Linked DNA regions of Mus musculus: all the other regions are linked to region 3. The links are chromatin contacts, called in public Hi-C and HiChIP or PLAC-seq maps. All regions are on one chromosome and are shown on one strand. The core of a region is the stretch at or near the end of the contact, and the rest is flanking DNA. Distances in the headings are between cores, read along the strand shown. Region 1 has its middle 53 kb from the start of Zswim2. Region 2 has its middle 150 kb from the start of Zswim2. Region 3 overlaps Calcrl (calcitonin receptor-like).

What was found. A called contact is a pair of places that touch in the nucleus more often than the background predicts. HiChIP or PLAC-seq counts read pairs in DNA pulled down with a chosen protein or histone mark.
Region 1: an H3K4me3 HiChIP or PLAC-seq map of bone marrow-derived macrophages shows a contact between it and region 3, with 4 times the contacts expected there. The contact joins two enhancer-like sites. A contact is called at or near these places in 1 of 484 Hi-C or Micro-C datasets (bone marrow-derived macrophages) and 1 of 115 datasets of contacts at active chromatin or transcription factors (bone marrow-derived macrophages).
Region 2: a contact with region 3 is called in a Hi-C map of bone marrow-derived macrophages, with 19 read pairs. The contact joins two enhancer-like sites. A contact is called at or near these places in 1 of 15 datasets of contacts at CTCF or cohesin (the NIH/3T3 cell line), 1 of 484 Hi-C or Micro-C datasets (bone marrow-derived macrophages), 1 of 115 datasets of contacts at active chromatin or transcription factors (large pre-B cells) and 2 of 9 other capture datasets (adipose tissue and pancreatic islet).

The regions. Positions count from the first base shown.
Region 1 is chr2:83,992,448-83,995,506 of GRCm38.p6, forward strand. It overlaps the pseudogene Gm13691. Among named protein-coding and RNA genes, the nearest start is that of Zswim2, 53 kb to the left of the region's middle. Within about 2 kb of position 1,689, at least 119 of the 459 cell types and tissues checked have an H3K27ac peak or open chromatin away from gene starts, as enhancers often do. A contact at or near this core is called in bone marrow-derived macrophages, where this site is marked.
Region 2 is chr2:84,093,696-84,096,784 of GRCm38.p6, forward strand. No RefSeq gene overlaps it. Among named protein-coding and RNA genes, the nearest start is that of Zswim2, 150 kb to the left of the region's middle. Within about 2 kb of position 1,311, at least 16 of the 459 cell types and tissues checked have an H3K27ac peak or open chromatin away from gene starts, as enhancers often do. A contact at or near this core is called in bone marrow-derived macrophages, where this site is marked.
Region 3 is chr2:84,380,816-84,383,653 of GRCm38.p6, forward strand. The region is part of intron 2 of Calcrl (calcitonin receptor-like); the gene reads right to left. Among named protein-coding and RNA genes, the nearest start is that of Calcrl, 43 kb to the right of the region's middle. Within about 2 kb of position 1,391, at least 28 of the 459 cell types and tissues checked have an H3K27ac peak or open chromatin away from gene starts, as enhancers often do. A contact at or near this core is called in bone marrow-derived macrophages, where this site is marked.

The DNA of each region.
Region 1 (3,059 bases), core at 439-2,938, 390 kb before region 3:
CATCAACTTCTTCACTTCCATAGGTCTCGGAGGATTGACGGATGAACTGCGAGAACATCTGAAAAATACGCCCAAGGTCATCGTAGCCCAGAAACCAGAAGCTGAACAAAAGAAAACAGCCCTGACATCTTCATCTTCAGAGTCTTCCTCGGCGTCTGATTCCTCTGACTCAGATTCTGACAGCAGCGAAAGCAGCTCAGAGTCCTCTAGTGAAGCGAGCGACTCCTCCTCCTCCTCCAGCACTCAGAGCTCTACCTCAGCTAAAGGTACAAGAAAGAAGAGACAAGGGAAGGCCAGAGGCGAAGAAGTTGATAAGTTAGCCAGGGGCCACCAGGCACTTGAGCGGAGGCAAGGAGGCAGGGAGGACCAAAGGCACCAGGAAGGGAGGACTGAGAGAGCAAGGTCTGAAAGACACAGAGCTCAGAACTCACGAGATGCAGACTGGAGAGATTCCCTAGCAAAGCACATAGATGACAGAAGCCATGAGAATAGTCACAGCAGAGTTGGCAATGGCCGAGAACAAGGCTCACACAGAGAGCCAGAAGACAGGCATGGCGAACCAAAGAAGAAGCAGAGAGAGAAGAGATTCTTTCTCTGAAAATGAGAAGCAAAGAAGCCGAAATCAGGACAGTGATAATGTTAGAAGAAAAGATCGTTCCAAGTCAAGGGAGAGGAGTAGAAGGCATTCTGGTCACAAGGGAGACGACGCCAGGTGTCAGAACGGTGCAGAGAGACGCTGGGAAAAGCCTAGCAGACGCCCTGAACAGTCTAGAGAGTCAAAGAGAAGTCAGGACCGGAGGAGAGAAAAGTCTCCAACAACACAGAAATAATCCTAATGACAACTGAACATGTCTTACACTTAATTTAGTTCAGTGTCTTTTTTACATTGATGAATTTTATAGAGAACTCTTGTATAAAGTACCTGTTTGTAAATTTTGAAGATGTTTCCTTTTTGACATGTTTTATAATTGATATATCTCAAGGTTCTTTGTGTAAAATCATAAAGAAAAGGGATTCAACAAAAGGGTAAGTCTTATGTTTTGTGAATAAAAGGAACAAATGTTCATTGAAAAAAAAATGGATGACAGAATGTGGAAAGTGAAGGACTGTTTTATTTTAGTAAATGAGTTTTTAATTTAGAATTTTGATAAAAATAAAATCTACTGTTTGCTTTTGAGTAAGCTAATTTTCATTGTCCTTAGCAGGGACTTTGGTGAAGTATTGTTTGAAATTCAATGGATTCTGTTTTTCAATTTCTTTTAAGTAACTGAATTGACACTAAGTGTGTCTATGTGACTCTGTTGGGTAGAAGGTGACAGCAATGACTTCTCCAGCAGCGCTGGGAGTCTATGTCTATGTTTATTCCACTGGGTGTCAGCAGAGCACCACTCGCAATGTCTTGGCGACCATTTAGTCATTGCTTGTTTGTAGTAAACAGCTTTTACTTGTCTCCTGAATGATGATGTATAAAACTGAAACTCGACAATGCAATTATCTTGTGTATTGCAATAATCACTCTCTGCCTAATTTTTAAAAACCATTCTGATTAGAGTCAGCCGTGTAAAAAGTTTGGCTGCTGGACCCCACCGAGGGAACTAGGAAAGAAAAAACCAACCCCACACAGCTCAGGAAAGACAGTAACTCGAGCACTTCCTGCTTCTGAGCTGAGGGTTTTCAGTTGGTGGCTTTTCTCTTCTGGAGGTTATGAAAAACATTTGAACTATGGGAAGATCAAACGTATAACATTTCCTCTTTCAGTTGTTTCATTTATAAATATGCCTTAAAGGATATGAGCGGTAATTGAGTAGCTTCAGGCGGTAAGGTATGATACTCTTGCTCCTTAGAAGACATTGTGTCATTTGCAAGCATTTTTAACCATTTCCTTCACTGACTCCTAAAGCAGCATCATTTGTGTCAGCTTTGTGTTGACTTGGCCCTGACTCATCTCACAGTAACTTTCTTTTTTTTTTTTCCATTTTTTAATTAGGTATTTAGCTCATTTACATTTCCAATGCTATACCAAAAGTCCCCCATACCCATTCCCCCCCCCAACTCCCCTACCCACCCACTCCCCCTTTTGGCCCTGGTGTTCCCCTGTACTGGGGCATATAAAGTTTGCAAGTCCAATGGGCCTCTCTTTCCAGTGATGGCCGACTAGGCCATCTTTTGATACATATGCAGCTAGAGTCAAGAGCTCCGGGGTACTGCTTAGTTCATATTGTTGTTCCACCTATAGGGTTGCAGTTCCCTTTAGTTCCTTGGGTGCTTTCTCTAGCTCCTCCATTGGGGGGCCCTGTGATCCATTCAATAGCTGACTGTGAGCATCCACTTCTGTGTTTGCTAGGCCCCAGCATAGTCTCACAAGAGACAGCTATATCTGGGTCCTTACAGCAAAATCTTGCTAGTGTATGCAATGGTGTCAGCGTTTGGAAGCTGATCATGGGATGGATCTCTGGATATGGCAATCACTAGATGGTCCATCCTTTCGTCACACTTCCAAATTTTGTCTCTGTAACTCCTTCCATGAGTGTTTTGTTTCCTATTCTAAGAAGGGGCAAAGTGTCCACACTTTGGTCTTCGTTCTCTTGAGTTTAATGTGTTTAGCAAATTGTATCTTATATCTTGGGTATCCTAAGTTTCTGGGCTAATATCCATTTATCAGTGAGTACATATTGTGAGAGTTCCTTTGTGATTGGGTTACCTCACTCAGGATGATGCTCTCCAGGTCCATCCATTTGCCTAGGAATTTCATAAATTCATTCTTTTTAATAGCTGAGTAGTACTCCATTGTGTAAATGTACCACATTTTCTGTATTCATTCCTCTGTTGAGGGGCATCTGGGTTCTTTCCAGCTTCTGGCTATTATAAATAAGGCTGCTATGAACATAGTGGAGCATGTGTCCTTCTTACAGGTTGGGGCATCTTCTGGATATATGCCCAGGAGAGGTATTGCTGGATCTTCCAGTAGTACTATGTCCAATTTTCTGAGGAACTGCCAGACTGATTTCCAGAGTGGTTGTACAAGCTTGCAATCCCACCAACAATGTAGGAGCGTTCCT
Region 2 (3,089 bases), core at 61-2,560, 290 kb before region 3:
AGCGGGAGCTGATGCAGAGGCCATGGAGGGATGTTCTTTACTGGCTTGCTAAGCCTGCTCTCTTATAGAACCAAGACTACCAGCCCAGAGATGGTCCCACCCACAAGGGGCGTTTCCCCCTTGATCACTAATTGAGAAAATGCCTTACAGTTGGATCTCATGGAGGCATTTCCTCAACTGAAGCTCCTTTCTCTGTGATAACTCCAGCTGTGTCAAGTTGACACAAAACTAGCCAGTACAATGACCAACAGAAAAAGAAACTCAGTGACATCTTTGGAGGCTCTTCATCTCATAGTCTCATGTCAATACTTAAACACACACACACACACACACACACACACACACACACAATTATATCACACATAAAAATGTCTTATAGCTTTGTGTTTTTATGGGATGTCTGAGTGTGTGAACAAGTGTGTCTCTGCTTCTATGTTTCTTGTACCTTTTCTTGTTTTTTTTTCCTTCTGTTTGTTTGTTGTGTACTATTCTGATGTGTTAGGTTTTTAAAATCTCATTACATTTTATTAGGTTTTTATGCCTCAAAAGCCTGTTGTTCATTTTCTAATAGAGACAAAGAGGGGAGGGATCTAGGTGGGGATGGAGGTGGGGAGGCACGGGGAAGAGCAGAGGGAGAAGGAACCATGATCCAGATCTGTTATTGAGAAGAAAAATCTATTTTCAATTTAAAAAAAAAAAGAAAAGAAAAGACTGGCTATAGAATATCCAGAAGTTCTGGCTTTTTAAACACTAATTTACCTCATTGTATAATTCTTTAGTTTTTATCATTTGCTTCTGTGCTTACTTAAATAGCAAATTCAATTTTACACTACATTCATTTTCTTTTCTGCTCATTATGCTGACTTAAAATTAAAAGCAGAACCATGATTTCCATTCTAGAAACTCCTTTTCATTCTACAAGGTACATTTCTTAAGGTTTCTTATATTTAAAAAAAAAAAAACCAATACACTCTTCTTTCCTTTAACTTAATACATGCCACCTGTTTAAAGGCACAACCACCATTCAGAACCTCAAACAGAAAGTTGATTTTACTGTTTTCAGGAAAGCTGAGCTTGAGAAGACACCAGTGTCACTGAACAAAGCACAAAAGACTGTGTACTGGTGTGAGGCTGTCATTGATTGCTTGGATCAAGGGCTACTTGTTTCTATGGCCAAAGAACAGTCAGTGTTTATTAGGGGAATAGAAACCATCCATTCTGACTCTTGCTTTGGTTATTCAGAGTCTGTCTCTATGAGCTACTTCTCCATAAGTCAGTGAGTCAGTGAGTGTTCCTGCACTACCCAAAGGCTAGTGAACTGGTAGGTAGTTGATTACAAACAGCCTGCAGACAGAGGCACTTCCTTTGAGGACACGCTCCCACACATCTTTGTTCTCATGGTTTACTTGGTATGAAAAGTGACAAATGATTCTGGTTATTACTGCACTGATAAAGTCATTTTAATATTTGTATAGTTATAGTAACATTTTGTGTATTTTTGTTTCTGCAAAGTGCTCTATTAGATTTCAAGAATACTGATTTTTAAAAATACTTGTAGTATGAAAAAAATATTCATTTGCCTTTCTTCTCAGTTTGGTAGTTTTAGGTTCTCATTAGCAGAAAAATACTTTTTGGGAATTTGTCCTAAAAAGAGGAATTGTTTTATTTTCAAATCATTAACTGACAAAACCATGTAAGTTTCACTGTTAATGAAATTAATAAGCTAATTAAGAACCATTTATTTTAAGGTGCTTGATCCACTTGGACTTGAGCTTTATGAAAGATGACAAACACGGATCTATTTTCATTTTTCTACATACAGACTGCCAGTTAGACCAGCACCATTAATTGAAGGTGTTTTCATTTTCCTGTGGTATATTTTTGGCTTCTTTGTCAAAGATCAAGTGTCCGTAAGTGTGTGGTTTTACTTCTGGGTCTTCAATTTTATTCCATTGATCAATGTGTCTGTCTATGTACCAACACCATGCAGGTTTTATCACTATTGCTTTGTAGTAGAGCTTGAGATCAGGGATGGGGATTCCCCCAACAGTTCTTTTATTGTTTTTTTTTTTTTCTTTTTCTTTTTCTTTTTTCCAGTTCTTTTATTGTTGAGAATTGTTTTCACTATTTTGGGTTTTTTTGCCTTTCCAAATGAATTTGAGAATTGTTCTTTCCATGTCTTTGAAGAATTGTGCTGGTATTTTGATGGGGATTGCATTGAATCTGCAGATTGCCTTTGGTAGGATGGCCATTTTCTTTATGTTAATTCTGCCAATCCTTGAGCATGGGAGAGCTCTTCATTTTCTGAGATTTTCTTCAGTTTCTTTCTTCAGAGACTTGAAGTTATTGTTATACATATCTTTCACTTTTTTTGGTTAGAGTTACCCCAAGATATTTTACATTATTTGTGGCTATTGTGAAGGGAGTTGTTTCCTTAATTTCTTTCTCTGCCTGTGTATCATTTATATAAAGGAAGGAAGGCTACTGATTTATTTGAGTTAATTTTATATTCAGCAACTTTATTGAAGTTGTATATCAGCTGTAGAAGTACTCTGGCAGAATTTTGGGATCGCTTATGTATACACTATCATATCATCTGCAAATAGTGATACCTTTACTTCTTTGCCAATTTTTATCCCCTTGATCTCTTTTTTTTTTTTGTCTTATTGTTCTAGCTAGAACTTAGAGTACTACATTGAATAAAGAATGGGGAGATTGGGCATCCTCATCTTGTCCCCGATTTTAGATTTTAGTGGGATTGCTTCAAGTATCTCTCCATTTAATTGGATATTGGCTGTTGGTTTGCAGTAAATTGCTTTTTATTGTGTTTAAGAATGGGCCTTGAATTCCTGATCTCCCCAATACTTTTAACATGAAGGGGCATAGAAGACAAAGTGGTAAAGTCCCTTGAACTCATTGGCACAGGGGGAAGTTTCCTAAACAGAACTCCAATGGCTCAAGAAATGATGAATGGGACCTCGTGAACCTAGAAAGTTTATGTAAGACAAAGGGCATAGTCACTGAGAAAAATCAGCAACCTACAGACTGGGGAAAAAAAATCTTCACTAACTCCACATCCGATAGAGGAC
Region 3 (2,838 bases), core at 141-2,640:
GCAAAGTGCTTCAAAATCATGTTTGGAGATTCCCCAAACACAACATTCTACCCGACACTGCTCTTATTTTTGTTGTTATCTACTAGATTTCAGCCTCGGAGCTCTAAAAAGGCATCTTAGTGAGAGTTATCTGAGCAGTTGCCAAGTCATCTTGGCGGCAATAACCAAAGAATTAGTCTGCGAATAGCTCCACTTTCTAGCTTTCCGTCATCGCGCCGTCCTTAGTGATCTGGAAAACATGCTCCGAGGGAAAAGGCTGCGCTTTCCACTTGAGTGCCTCATTCAGTGGAGCAGGCAGATCAACCCCTGTCTCTGTCCAGATTACAGAAGCAAGTTTGTGTGATAATCATCCATCTCTTAGTGGACACTTGTTCTCTCCACAAGACTCAACCGTATCCAGTCTATGGGGTCATTTAACTCATGGCTGTCACCTGCTCTTACAAGCACTTCTCTGAGTGTCCCTGACAATGGTCACAAGCAATGGACTGGGGCAATGGAGCAATCGCTCCTTTTGCCCTGGATCTTTTAGGTTAGTCATAGATGGACCATGGGTGGGTAACTAGATAGCACCATGGCAACATAACTGAAAGTCAACCTAGATTGTGTCTCATATTGGTAGATGCAGTTGTTAAGATGATTCCAGGGGAAGTACACTGACTTGTATCCCTTTTTATGACATTGATTCTTCTCACACTTCTTCTGACTGATTATCCTGCAAGTGTTTGTTTACATCTAACCCATTTAAATGCATGTTTTTATTAAAATGCATTCCATATTAATCAACTAGTACTCTTAAGCAAGTGATCTTTCTGATCTTAACTTACTGGCAACTGAATGAGCCACTATGAAACACAGTAAGTAGTTTTCTTTCAAATTTGGGGATAGAGCAAGTCAGTGAAGGGGGTTCAGCGAAGCAGTGAAGGCTCTTCCTGAGTACAATCCCCACGTGTCCTGTGGCTTGTTTGAAAGACACTCATCAGGTTTGAAGAAGCTACCATTTACTCTCAACGGAGTCTGTAATCACAACGGCACTGGGAAGACTCCTGCACATTTTCCCCTTTTGGCTTACAGTCTCAAGGATTGTTTATGAATGATTCCTTTTCCCTTCTCAAAGTTAAAAGGGCTGGAAAATTTGGTTCTTTCAAAGCAGTCTTCCTTAAGTACAAGTAGAACAATACAATCCTGTTTCTAAATACTCTCCTCACTTGCCTCAGCAACCATCAAATTTTCAATTTATTTCATCCCAGAAAGAACTTTGAGAAACAAAAAGCGTCCTCAAATGCAGATATGTTTTAAAACCCGGATGTCTAGGGTTGAAGAGATTAGGTAAGTAATAGAGAGCTTGCAAGACAAGCTTGTGCAAGACACAGATTTGACTCTCAGTGCTAAATAAAAAAAAATAAATAAAAGCAGAAGTTACTTAAAACACAGCTGGCTAGCCAGTCACTACATTATATAATGTACCCTTCTGATTTTAATTTTCAAACCAGCCATGTGTTTGCTTCTGAAATAACCTTTTCCGTCTTTATAAAGTTCGTGAATTTTGAAAAAGACCCCGCCCTTAGCTGCCCATATAGATACATATATGCATATGTATATATGTTAATCAGTATAATTTGTCAGAACACTAAAATGCAAATGTTTGCGTGCTACCTGAAAGCTTGCTTATTTTTTCACATATACTGCTTATTCTTATTCACATATGTGTGTGTGTATATATACATACATATATATGTATATATACACTTTACATTTGTTTTTTGTTATAAGTTAATTCTTAGTTGAGTTGCCTAATCCTAATATTGAAAGAGTATGTTCACTCTAAGGGAAAAAAATAGCCTCCAACTTCTATTCCTCTGCTTCTTAAATATCCTGAGTTATTTTAGGCACAAAGCCATATTCTTTTTCTTTGTTTATTTACCCAGTCACTACAGAGCTGCCAACAGAAGCTCCTTTTCCCACACATATCTTGATGCTTTAATATCCTAAACTGAAGCTTTGCAAAGATCAGTTATGCCTTAACTAGCACATGCATTCCCTTCTTGTAGTACATCAGACAAGCCATTTCTACTCTGTCAACACAAAAGATAAACATTATCCTCATCCTTCACAGGTTAGAATTCCTTTTTCACAGTCTTAAAAAAAATCTATTATAGAGGGGAAATGTTAATGTAAATGTCTCAAAACATGATGTTTTTTCTTTTATCATCATTACTTTTTTGACAAAACTTAAATCTTTACAGTAAAATTATTATTACAATTTACCAATTTGCTTCACATACAATATAGTCATTGATAGAGATGTGATAGTCTAAGGTTTTAATGGTACAGCTGAACCTGGCCCAAGATAGCCTACGCTGTGTTAAGACAAATCCAGTAGAAAAGTTAGTGGGATCTCAAAGGATTGTACCAAAGACTTTAACAGCCCATTGTCATTGCTCTTGATTACCCTCCAGATATGATGGTAAAACCCTGCTGATGAAGATCACACGTGCCTGAGTGACAGAACACAGAGAAACCAAACTGATGCTGACTTCATGCCAACTGTCTAGCTTTCTTAGCTCTGGGAATCACAGCAGCATAAGAGAAAGGAAATTATCAACCTTACCAGCTGTGAAACCTGTGAGCTACAAGAATGATTGTCCTGGCAAAGCATGCCCACTGGTACAGTAGTGGCAAACTCCTGCCTGGTACCAAACTAAGTCAAAATGTCATGACTATCTAGAAAATAATATGATTATTAGGCTAAATGGACACAGTAATAAACTGTAACCCCCTCCCAAGTTCTTATCTTTATAACCATATAGTAGTGTATCTCTCAGTCCTCAGCAGGAGAAC